Linked DNA regions of Rattus norvegicus: region 2 is linked to region 1. The links are chromatin contacts, called in public Hi-C maps. All regions are on one chromosome and are shown on one strand. The core of a region is the stretch at or near the end of the contact, and the rest is flanking DNA. Distances in the headings are between cores, read along the strand shown.

What was found. Hi-C and Micro-C count contacts between places; a contact is called where the count stands out from the background.
Region 2: a contact with region 1 is called in a Hi-C map of mammary epithelial cells, with 2.4 times the contacts expected there. The contact joins the promoter of Ifngr1 here to the enhancer-like site in region 1. A contact is called at or near these places in 4 of 12 Hi-C or Micro-C datasets (Schwann cells, kidney, mammary epithelial cells and 1 more).

Annotation. Positions count from the first base shown.
Region 1 is chr1:16,069,280-16,075,387 of GRCr8, reverse strand. LOC134484957 (a long non-coding RNA gene) reads left to right here. Exons shown (of 5, transcript XR_010062787.1): 4 at 1,030-1,282; 5 at 2,025-4,078. Among named protein-coding and RNA genes, the nearest start is that of Ifngr1, 81 kb to the left of the region's middle. Within about 2 kb of position 3,162, at least 19 of the 93 cell types and tissues checked have an H3K27ac peak or open chromatin away from gene starts, as enhancers often do.
Region 2 is chr1:16,149,667-16,155,774 of GRCr8, reverse strand. It overlaps Ifngr1 (interferon gamma receptor 1), which reads right to left and starts at 2,865. Exons shown (of 7, transcript NM_053783.3): 1 at 2,709-2,865. The coding sequence starts at 2,820.

The DNA.
Region 1 (6,108 bases), core at 1,913-4,412:
ACTGAACTGAGAACGGATCCCATTTTGGGGAATTAGAGGAAGGATTGAAAGAGCTGAAGGGACTTGCAACCCCATAAGAACAGCAACGCCAACCAACCAGAGCTCCCAGGTACTAAACCACTACCGAAAGACTGTACATGGACTGACCCAGGGCTCCAACTGCATATGTAGCAAGGGATGGCCTTGTTGGGGCACCAGTGGAAGGGGAAGCCCTTGGTCCTGCCAAGGTTGCATTCCCAGTGCAGGGGAATGTCAGGGGGTACTCTAAGGGGAGGGGTGGATGGGAGGCAACACCCTTATGGAGGAGGGAGGATAAGGGGTTTATGGACAGGAACCCAGGAAAGGTAATGACATTTGAAAGGTAAATAAAGAAATATGTCCAATAAAAAAAAAAAAAAAAGCTCGCCATCTGCAAACAAATTAGGATCCATCAGGAGAATCCAAACCTGGCAGTACCTTGATTCTATTCTGGCCTTCCAAAGTCAAGATCTGTGAGAAAATAAGTTGCCATTGTTTGACGGGGAAAAAAAAAATTCTAAAGTGACAATGCGTGGCCCATTGCACAGATGTCAGACTGTGTTTTCACATTGGACAGCATACTTTAAATGATGGAGTTTATGGAGTGTGACCGTCTCAATGAGCATTTTTTTTTTCCGTTTGCCTGAGTTTTCATCAAGAACGAGTTTAATTCATACAAATGCAATTACTTCTCGGTAGAGACTTCTGTAGGTGGAAGTTCCTGGGACTTGTTGGTTTTCTAGATATCTACGTCAAATGGTGACACCTACTCCTTTACTTAACATTTCCTACATGTGCTTCAGGCAGGACCCTCTGCAGACCCTCAGTAAGCCCCCAGCCCTTAGCACAGCTGACTCCATGTTGGAAGGTACCATTCACTCAGGCCATAAAACATAAAACTCAACATGTCAATAGCATCACTTGCCAAAACAAAACCAAAGAGCCAGACCATTAAAACCCACAGTCCTGGGAGAGTTTCTAAACGTACTAACTTTGGATTTTTTTTTTCAGGGGACAATATCCGCTTTATTATATATGGACAACCGCTTATACCGTGCAGATCTGTCAACTGATTAGTGTGTTACCTCAGATTGGACAGAGAGCTTCATACCTCCAGGGTCTCTCTATGCCTAAGAAGCACATTAAAGCAGGTGTGGAGAGAGTAGACTCATCTGCAGGCCAGCTACCAAGTGACTCTACTTCTGAGTTCAGTGTTCCGACTTCTTATTTAGAAGCGCGGTGTGCCACATAAGAGGGCCACCAGGTAATGCCTGCATTTCTCTTACATGGGCTGGCTGGGCTCTGCTCAGAACATTTCTAGTGTTCTTCTTCTTCTTCTTCTTCTTCTTCTTCTTCTTCTTCTTCTTCTTCTTCTTCTTCTTCTTCTTCTTCTTCTTCTTCTTCTCTCTCTCTCTCTCTCTCTCTCTCTCTCTCTCTCTCTCTCTCTCTCTCCCTTCCTCCCTCCCTCCCTCCTTCCCCCCTCTTCCGCCCTTCCCTTTCTCTGCTGAATTCTCAGATTGCCTCTCCAGCCACACTGCTTGCCTACAATGATGACCCCGTTTTCCCTCTGAAACTGTAAGTCCCCATAAACTCCCATAAAAAATGTTTTTGGCTTCTGTGCTTCTGCTTCTGGATAACTGTTCTTGTTAACTGAGGTGTGCCCACGTAGGATATGGTTTTTAATGCTTTAAAACTCACCCTGAGAAGGGCTCTGGGCTACAGTGGAATCCCAAACACCCAGTGTAATCACTGGCAGACTAAAATCTGAATCCGAATGGTCTCCTCTGGACGATACTCTATAATACGTGAACAGAGAGGCTTGGGAATCTTACCGACAACAGCTTTATCCATAAAAATCAATTCCCAGTGCCCATCCCCACCATGAATGTCTAAAATCCCACCCACTCTCTCTTCCCCCATACGTAACGCCCTTCTTTTAACAGGACGTGCTTTAAGACAGGAATTATCTCGGATTTCCTGTTTAATGGTTTGTTTTTGGACCACAGGTAAGATGAAACTACAGAAAGTCAGATCTGGCTTAGACAGGATTTTCATATGTCTCAGCGAGTCATCTAATACTGTGTGGAGGCACCGTGACCATGCCAACTCTTACAAAGGACTTGCTCACGGTTTCAGAAGCCGTGTGTATTATCAGCATAGCAGGAAGCACGGCGCCATATTGGTAGACGTGGTTCTGGAGGAGCTGAGAGTTCTACAACCAGAACAGCAGCCAGCAGGAAGGAGAAAGACACCGGACCTGGCTTGAGCATTTGAAGCCCCAACGCCCACATCAGTGATACATTTCCTCCAACAGGGTCTCCTCTACTCCAACAAAGCTGCACCTCCTCATCCACGTGAAGAACCACCACGCCCTAATGATTAAGCATCCAGGGATTCGAGCCCATGGAGACTGTTCTTGTTCAAACCACCACGCCATAATATCATTTGATCCATCAAGCCAGAGAATAAATTTAATACTTCAGGAAATCTTCCAAATCCCAATAAAGATGTTAATGGTGGGGATTTGGGATATTGAGAGCCCTGTGGGGGACCAGCAGGACAGCAGAATGCAGTACGACAGGGTGTGTTAGTCTCTCTTCACATGGCTGTAACAAAATAGCTCACAAAAGCCACTTAGAGAAGGAAGGGTGCACTAGGGTCGCAGTCCATCAGTGTGGAGACTCAGTAACAGACTCCTCCTGTGCCCGTTCACACTCGTGTCTGCAGTCAGCAAGCAGAGAAGAATATTAGTGCCACCTTTTCATCCTAGCTCACAGGATGGCGCTGCCCACAGATGGGCGAGCCTTCTTCATGTTGAACATCCCCAGTCACGCTGACAATGACAATTAACCACCGCAGTCAGGTCTTAATGGCAAACCGATTTGCCAGAAGTTGTTAGGAGCAGACAGAAGGTTAAAAGACAGCCTCGGCCCTGGGAGAACTGAGGTCCTCTGGAGAGAGACACACTCAAGATTTTTATATCAAGCGTTCAGCTGTCTTGGGTAGAACCTGAGAGAGGAGAAAAAGACACAAATCACAGAGGTGTCTAACGAAGAACGGAAGAACAATGTGTTCTGTGACACCGTGTTTTTGTTTCTTTGAGGAAGAAATGGTTTCCCAGGCTAAGTATTTGAGGAGGAAATGCCTTGGAGTTGCTGTAATTTCCTCCTTTGGAAGTCTCTCTCAGAGGAAGCCCTGCGCGGGCAGCGGGGAGCCCTCAGTTTTCACTTTTCTGCTTTGTCTCTTAACTCGCTGCTTTACTTTAGGACAGTGTCTCTGGTTTTGTTTTGCTTTCTAATTTACATTTTCCTCTCTGTTCTCTCTGTTCCGGTGTCTATCTCTCTTCTTTCTCTGTCTCTCTGTCTCTGTCTCTCTGTCTCTGTCTCTGTCTCTCTGTCTCTGTCTTTCTGTCTCTGTCTCTGTCTTTCTGTCTCTGTCTGTCTCTCTGTCTCTCTGTCTCTGTCTTTCTGTCTCTGTCTCTGTCTTTCTGTCTCTGTCTGTCTCTCTGTCTCTGTCTCTGTCTTTCTGTCTCTGTCTCTCTGTCTCTGTCTCTGTCTGTCTCTCTATCTCTCTGTCTCTGTCTTTCTGTCTCTGTCTCTCTGTCTCTGTCTCTGTCTGTCTCTCTGTCTCTGTCTCTGTCTGTCTCTCTGTCTCTCTGTCTCTGTCTCTCTGTCTCTCTGTCTCTCTCTCTCTCTCTCTCTGTGTGTGTGTGTGTGTGTGTGTGTGTGTGTGTGTGTGTGTGTGTGTAAAATCTGCAAGAGTTGATGCTCACTCTACCACACATGTCCCAGAGATTGGACTTAAACTATCAGGCTTCACAGCAAGCACCTCCACGTGCTAAGCCGTGTCAGCAGTCCTGTGATTTTCTTTAAGCCTCACACACAATTTTTTTATTTCTTATAAAAGGCTTTTATTTTAGACACACACGAACGGAGATGCGCCGTGTAAAAAGCCGGGGGCCTTCCCTCCGGTGTCCATGATTGGCACTGAGAACATTCTCTGCATTGCCTCCCCCTCCTCCTCCTCCTCCTCCTCCTCCTCCTCCTCCTCCTCCTCCTCCTCCTCCTCCTCCTCATCTTCCTCCTCCGCCTTTTCCTTCTATTTTTCTCTCCTGCAGTGTTCCAGGCAAATTCCAGGCACATACTTTGTGTTTAATGCATCTCTGAGAAGGGACTGTAACGAGTTACTGTTATCACACACAAAGTGGTAACAACAGTTCATCCCTGTCCTTTAGTGCCTGGCTCCTATTCGAAGTTGCTCGCACATTTGACAAATGGGCTTTCTCCAACTCACCGCCCACCTGCTCTCTTGCTCCTCTTATGTCTATCATCATCTGCAAACTTCTTTCTTCCTTCCAGTTGATTAAAAACAAATTCTGGATGTTCCTTCGTGGTGTCACTATCCTCTAACAAGCCACCTACGTCTGCCCTGCACATAAACTGGAAGGATTTTACGTTCTGTTCTCGTGGGTTCTTGAATTGATGGCTGGGTACCAGCAACACCGTGAATCGTTCACAGGAAATAACAGTTCTAGGATTCAAAGAAGCAGAGTAACCGCAGACTTTTCCTCTAACTTCTGGGCCCTTTCACACTTCCACCTGATGACGTCAGGGGTGTTGTCTGGTCACTTACCTAACTGGGGGAAATGTCCACCTGATGACGTCAGGGGTGTTGTCTGGTCACTTACCTAACTGGGGGAAATGTTGGCTTCTCTGTAACATGGCTGCTTTCTAACACTATCATTCTCTAGGCTTGGAAAATGTTTTTGTTGTATAACTAATAGTTTGAAATGGTCTCTTCTTTATCAGTCAGGGCTCCTTGGTTCCATTGGTATGTTTATTCAAGAATGCAGATTAAATACTTAGCATTTTCATACTGCCTGTGTCCACAAGGAGTTGTGACTTTCGCTTCCTCTAATGGTGACTGATAAAATAATTTTCTTTCTCCACTTAAAAATATGTCTATGAGCATAAAGCCTATAGTACATATTCATTTTTATTTATGTGTATGTGTGTGAATTTCTGGGAGTGCATACCATACGGATTAAGGTGCCCAGGGAGGCCAAAGGAGAGCAGCAGAAATCTCTTCCTGGAGGTGGAGTGACAGGTGCTTGTGATGGCTGCTGCGAATTGAACGTGGGACCTCTGGAAAGCAGGAAGGGCCATTAATGGCTGAGCCATCTCTCCGGCCCCAGCATATGGGTTTTAGATATTCAATATACTGCAGTTTGGTGAACCCTTCCTTCCCCAAGTTCCACTGCCAAGCCACTTGGTCACTGAGCATGCGTCCAGCGGGTTTCTGTACGCTGTCGGTATTTTTTTTTTTTTTGACTTCTGCGAAAGTAGGTCATAACTTTATGACTTGCCTTTGGTCTGAAATCAGCCATTTCTGTAGGGAAACTTAGTTCTTCATACAGGAAATTATTTTAAAGACACTCCGAGTGTTGCTACTTTGTATTGTTATTGTTTTTAAGTCTTACAGTTGACATAGATAAGAAGTAAATATCATTAAATATAACTATTTCTCATAAACCACAGCAATATTTTAAACATTTTTTATGTATATGTATGTTTTGTTTCTGTGTATGCCTGGATACTGCATACAGGTACTATTCACAGAGACCAAGAGAGGGCACTGGGTTCCCGGGGACTCTAGTGACAGACAACTGTGAGCTGCTCTGTGGTTGCTGGGAATTGAACTCAGGGCCTCTGGAAGAGCAGCCAGTGCTCTCTCCAGCTCCTATAGTAAGACTTTTAGATAAAAATAACATTACAGGGCCTTTACTAACTTGATTTTTTTCTTGTTCTCTCTTTACTTGAAAAAAAAACAATATTTACAACTGGTAGAAACAATATTACATTGTGTAATAATTTGTTTTATCTCATCATATGTACAAACTAGTTCAAACAGACTTGTAGTAAATAAGACATCTAGTGCATGTTAGAATATGGTTGTGGTCCAATTTGTCCTTAGAATATACCCATCAGGAACTTACAGTAATCATAATTGGAAGGTATCTGGTATGAGTCTTTTCTTTTTACATGATCACGTTACTCCTTTGTGGTTGATTTATGCCAGTTGATTCTTTTA
Region 2 (6,108 bases), core at 1,616-4,115, 81 kb before region 1:
AGGCAGGGAGCTCAGTTTGAAGCCAGTTTGGGAAGCATAATGAGATATCACTTCAAGACAAAATACACAGACGAAAACAGCAGAGGGGAGACAACAAAAATCTAAAGAAATGCATTCAAAAATCTACAGAATGTGTCATAAAGTGCTAGGGTACAATACAGAAGGGCATAGGTGTCACCATAGGGGGCGCAAACTACGAGGTCACACAGAGGAGAATCCAAGTAGAAGGAAGTACCTGGCACTCGGTTTAAGGCTCCGCCCTGGGCCAGGCAGCTGTGTGCTTCTCTCCACCCACACCCAGTCCGAGTCCAACCGACCCGCCTCCTTAATGTCCCTGCTAGAGCCCCCCCTTCCATTACAGTCGTTTCTCATGGGAACTTATGAACTTGAGCTCCAGCTTCCTAATGGGCTTTCCCCCTCAAAGTACTTTATATGGTGCCTGGCATGTCTAAAAAGCATTATCTAACCTTGCAAGCCACCCGGTGATCCCAGGCATGGTGGGCACATTATATTCTTGGCTCGGGCCCTGAACTTCTTTCAGGGACAATGTACTTCTCTTTTGGAGAATTCCTCTACACCACACCTTTTAACAATGTCCTTCCCCATTGGTTGGCACCCAAGCAAGCTAGGGAAATGAGTCTTCCTCTGGGATTTTGTTGAGATAGAAGAAGTTGCAAAGATTTAAAAAAAAAAACCAAAGGTTACCAGCACCATTCCTGCCAAGAAGAGAATCTGTCTAACCAGGCCCCTGGAAATAAAGAATGGTGCATGGTAGCTTCCGCCTCCTTTAACTCCTTCCTCTTCTTCCTCCTTTCCTCTTCAGTTCTGTTTGTTTGTTTGACATAGGGTTTCCCTACGAGGCCCTGGCTGTCACTGCCTCCCGAGTGCTGGGTTTAAAGGTGTGCATGACCACTGCCTATCAGTGTTAACCTTCTTGTGTTAACCTTCCTGAAGCCAAGCTGCTACCTCTCATTTTCTCTACCTTGGGAGTCTCTGAGCCAATAACCTTCTGTTTCAGGTTAAGCCAGCTAAAGCCACGTTTCCATCCCTTGCTGTTATACATAACAAAAATCCCAGTTGTTTCCTATCTCTCTCCTGTCACACAGTCCACGATAAAACTCGCACACTAGCTGAACATGCCACTTCATACCCCTGCAAGCACATTCTCTCTAAGCCTCTGGTTCTAAGCCTGGCTGCATGTCTCTGAAAAATCTTCCCGGAGTTCCCTGATTTCCAGCAGTCTGTAAGTAAATTCAATATCATATCACAGTGTACTTCAATGGCCCACAGGGTCAGGTGACTCCCCTCCAGGTAACGGCTGGTGGTGGGATGGTTAAGAATTTGCACTCTACCACTTGGGCAGCCCGTGTGCCTCACCATGGATGCAGGAACCAGTGGCAGTTTCAGGAGAGGTGGTTGTGAAAATCGACAGTGCCCAGCACTCAGTAAGTCATATCTGTAATCTGTCTTCCTAGCCTTTGGTACCGTGTCTATCCTCATGGATAACTAAGGATTTGTTTGCTTGGTTTCTAATACACACATTCTACCTTTAATTAAAAAATTCAAATTACTAAAGTACAAGGTTTTAATAAGGCATTTTCATACATATTGCATGCATACCATTATTGCTTCTAATTCATCCCCCAGTTGCTCCTGTCTCTTTGTTTCTGGTCACCTCCCTCCCCCAAGAGTCCAAGAGTCTCTTCTGCATTAATGCCCCATGAGTTTTATTACCCTGCTTTTACTTGTTGTAAACCCTCCTTCCTCAAGATCTCTTCCTCCCCTCTCATGGTCTCCTCCACAGACACAAATATCTAGGGTCTATTTATCATAAGAAAACATGGCATTTGTCTTTCTGAATCTGGCTGTATCACAATTTAACACTATTTTCTATTCCACTGTCCTGCAATTATGATTTCATTTTTCTCTACATCTAAGTGGGATTTCAGTTTGTACATGCCCCTCATTTTCTTTTTCTGACATCTAGGTAGCTATTGCCTAACTACCGTGAATGATTATTTGCTTGACCTTTGAAGATCAAGTCAAGGCAAAGCAGAATTGGAATCTGCACACTTAACTGGAGCTCCCGAAAACTCTAACACGGGGTTCAAAGCTGCAAATCATCTGAGAGTTAAAGAGGTCTCCCCATGCCTTCCAGCAGCTGGATATTGGGAACTTCTCAGACACTTAAGATTAGGGACTGGGAGGGAGGGAGTGCATGAGAAGTTTTATAGTTGTCTCTAGAGCTCTAATCACGAAGAACGAGCCCCAGCATATATGTCCTGGAAAATGTCAGTAGGCAGATGAAATCAAAGGTTCTAAGGAATTACGCTATGAAGAACCCTTGCATCTCAACACTTTCATATTTAAACGCCAGACTAACAAATGAGAATCTCTTAGTATCAATCGGCTCTCTCCTTCAAAGGATTTGGACAACAGCCGGAAAATGAGGTCTGTAAGCAGTGTACACACAATGCCAAACGCTGCCCTGGAAACTAACTGTAAAACAGACCACAGCTTTGTTGTGTTGGCAAAGAAGAGGCGAAAGCGGCGAGTACCGCAGAGACACCCCCCCCCCCCGCGACCCCTCCGTTCCAGGATTCAGGGCCACTTAGCCCAGGGCGGCGCATCAGGACCGCAGGGACTTCCCAGCCGGGCGCCTCCGGCCTGGCCTCCCGCCCCAGCCCGCAGCGGCTCGGAGAGATTACCCGAGGGCGGCTTAGGATCCTCGGTGCTCATCAAAGCTCCACTCCCGATCTCCGCAGACAGCATCAGGACCACCAGCAGAATCATCCTGCCGACTGCAGCCTGCGGGCCCATTCCTGAGCAAAGGACACCCTAGACAGGGTACCCGCGCCGCCCGAGGCCTGGGCCGGCGTCACGTCCGCCGCAGACTAGGTAGTCGACTTGGTAGGCCGCCTGCCGGGGAAGCTGGGTGGGGCCAAAGTCAAAGTCTACAGTTTAGGAGAACAGCAAGGGAGGGGCGTGGCTTCAGGGGGAGGCGGAGCCTCAGAGGGCAAAGACTAAAGGCAGCTCGTCAGGGGCGGGGTCTGGGCAGAGAGGCGGGACCAATACTCGATTCTTTCAGTGTTTATTGGAGTTTGAGGGTAGGGGTGGGATTTGAGGCGGGATCTGCACGAGGAGGCGGGTCCTGGCCGGTCTAGAGTGGACTAGGACACCGGGAATAGGCGCGGTCTGCGTAGGGGATCTGGGCATGGCACAGAGTGGCGGAGACCTTAACAGTTAACACTACACTGGAAGAGGGGTGGACTAGCCTGAGGCTTGAAACTGTGGGCTTCCTCTCTGTATTCAGACCTGGATTGTGGTACACGTGAAACTCTGACCCGAACGTTACCTTTTTCCAGCGTGACACTACCTTCCGCAGTTCCTCTTTCTGTTTATGCTTATCTCATCCGTCAGCATGAGGGGTCTTGGAGCCTGAGGTTTTAGAAAAGTTCCAGAAATCCTTCTCCAGTCCCCACCAGTTTTGTCTGCGGAACTTAAACTTCTGGTTTTCAAGACTTTTTTTTTTTTTTCCCAGATTCTAAAAACACAAATCCAATGTGCTTGCTAAGCACTTTATTCTTAGCAAAAACAAACTACCGCCAAAAAAGCCCATGACCATTTTAATAATGAAATATCAAAGGGCGGATTTCTAAGTAGTCTCTCATCAAGAGATTGGCCTTGCCTCTCTGACCGCACCAGTTAGTTTGCATCTCTCTTCTTCCCCTAGATTCACTTTAGCGTCCTCGTACTTAGTACAGACAACACTCTTGTACTGCTTCACCGCTTCGGCTCTCTCATCACTATCTCTGCAAGAAATTTAAATGCAACCCACTCTCCCCTTATTTTTAAAGACACATTTACATCCCCAACTACAATATGCATATTGATTTGGGTTTTCTTTGCTTCCTAAAACGCAAACTCTATACGGTAGAAACACTGGCATGGTATCCTCCCAGTCTTCTAAGCGAAATGTTATGAAGGCATTCTGAAGACCCGGAATTATCAGCTCAGGCTTGTTACTTGTCTTGATCAATTAACGAATGAATTCTGTTAATAGTCTAGCATTTCTCAGACTATAATGCCAGTAGACATCTTGGTGATCTTGTACAAGTTCAAATTCAGTAGACACGATTTGGGTTAGACTTCAACTTTGTGCATTTCTGGAAAAAGCACACAGCGAATGCCTCCCTCTTGGCGCTAGGAATAAGAGTATTTGGAATAAGAAAGCTGTCCCAAAGACTATTTCCTTTGGTGTGCTTATGATATGCACCCCAAGAAAAGCATTTCTAGTCACTGTATGGCCACAAGGACAAACAACTGCACTGTGCTGCTTAGAAATCTAGAGCAGGATAGACCACACCACACGGTTCACAGATGTCGTTGTAGTTGATACAACAGTGAGTCTTCATGCGTCCCAGGCTGGCTTACTCAGGAAGCAGATTATCATCTGGAATGTAAGATGGGAATATTTATGGGAAACACTGCTGAGATAAGCCCCTGTACAAAGAGAGGAGGAGAAAGCAGGGCTAGATCTGTGTGAGGACTTGTCAACCTCACGAGCTGCTCAGAAGTGGGGATGGCTTTGTAGGAGTGTCCTCCATGGGTATGGGAAGTCAGCCTGCAACTTCCCAGCACTGAATACAAGCTAGAACAGGACACAGTTTGGGGCTTCCATGACTTGAGCACATCCAGAAAGAAGGCTGGCAGCTGAGGTTGATTACTAGCTGCGTTCCTGCTGGCCGGGAGGGGATGGGGCTAAGTCTTGGATTTCTGAGGAAGGATTTGGACAAAGTGTCAGAATTTCATCCACTGCAGAACATCTTTCCAAAGCATTGCCAGCGTCTCCTGGAGGCGGAGGATGCTTAAGAACTCACTGTTTCTGAGTGTTTCTGTGGATACCCTAGCTAAGCAATAAAGTATTGCCCCGGGGAAGGCAGACACAGCACCTTCCCCCATGGAGCTTGTGTCCTCTGAGGAAGAGGCATTGTAAGGGCAGCATCAATGTTGTGCTAGATCTCAAGATGAACAATAGTGAGATTACAGTATCGTGTGTGTGTGTGTGTGTGTGTGTGTGTGTGTGTGTGTGTCTGTGTGTGTGTGTGTGTAGGGTGTCTTAATCTAGATTTTAGTGGGGGAGGAAGGTGTTCGGTTTTATCGTTTGTTGAATTAGGGGCTCATGTATGCCACACCAGGATTCTGTAGCATTGGGGAGCAAATCCCAGAGCTTTGTGTGTGTCTCCTAAGTATTCTACCAACCAGGCAATCTCTGCAGTCCAGAAGAACTTTCCTCAAAGTAGTGACCATATTGTATCCTGCTAATTAGGCTAATTAGGAGATGAAGGGGAAACATGTGTGTGTGTGTGTGTGTGTGTGTGTGTGCGCGTGTGTGCACTCTCGCGCATGCTCACGGTTTATAGGCTAATAAGATTAGTAGGAAAATAAATAAAACCTATATATTTTAAAAACCCAATTATAGAAACTTTGTAGAGCCTACACAGGAAGGGAGGGATGATCAGTGTTTTAGCTTCTAATGCCAAATCATCGGAGAATCTCCCAAGTACATGCATGTGCCCACGGTAGCCTCCTCGTGTTGGTTTGAAACCAAGAAAACAAATTTGGGGTGAGGGTGAAGAGAATGTAAAGCTGAGATGTACACGGAACTGCTGCTCAGGAGACACCGTCTGAAGGCCACCCTCAACATGGCTTGGAGGAAATCAGTGGACTAAATAAAATAAATGACAAGCCTAAAAACAGAGCAGGGCCGAGCAACACCCTCGAGTAGCACACACTGTGCTTAGGCTCTGGCATTTCCTTCCCCTTTAAGGCAGGGAGCTCGAGAGTCTGCAGCTACAGCACAGAGTTCTGTATTCTCCCCGTCGGCCTAAAACTTATAGCCAATGCTCTTAACCCCACACGCTTCCCCAGGCCTCTGGGTGGTCCACACTGACTCATCTAACCTCCTTTCTCTGCTATAGTGTTTGTCACCATGTGGAGAGCTCACTATAAATGATATATACTCAAAGTACATGTATTATATAGACATGTTTTTCTCGGAGCTGGAGAGATGGCTCAGAGGTTAAGAGCACTGACTGCTCTTCCCGA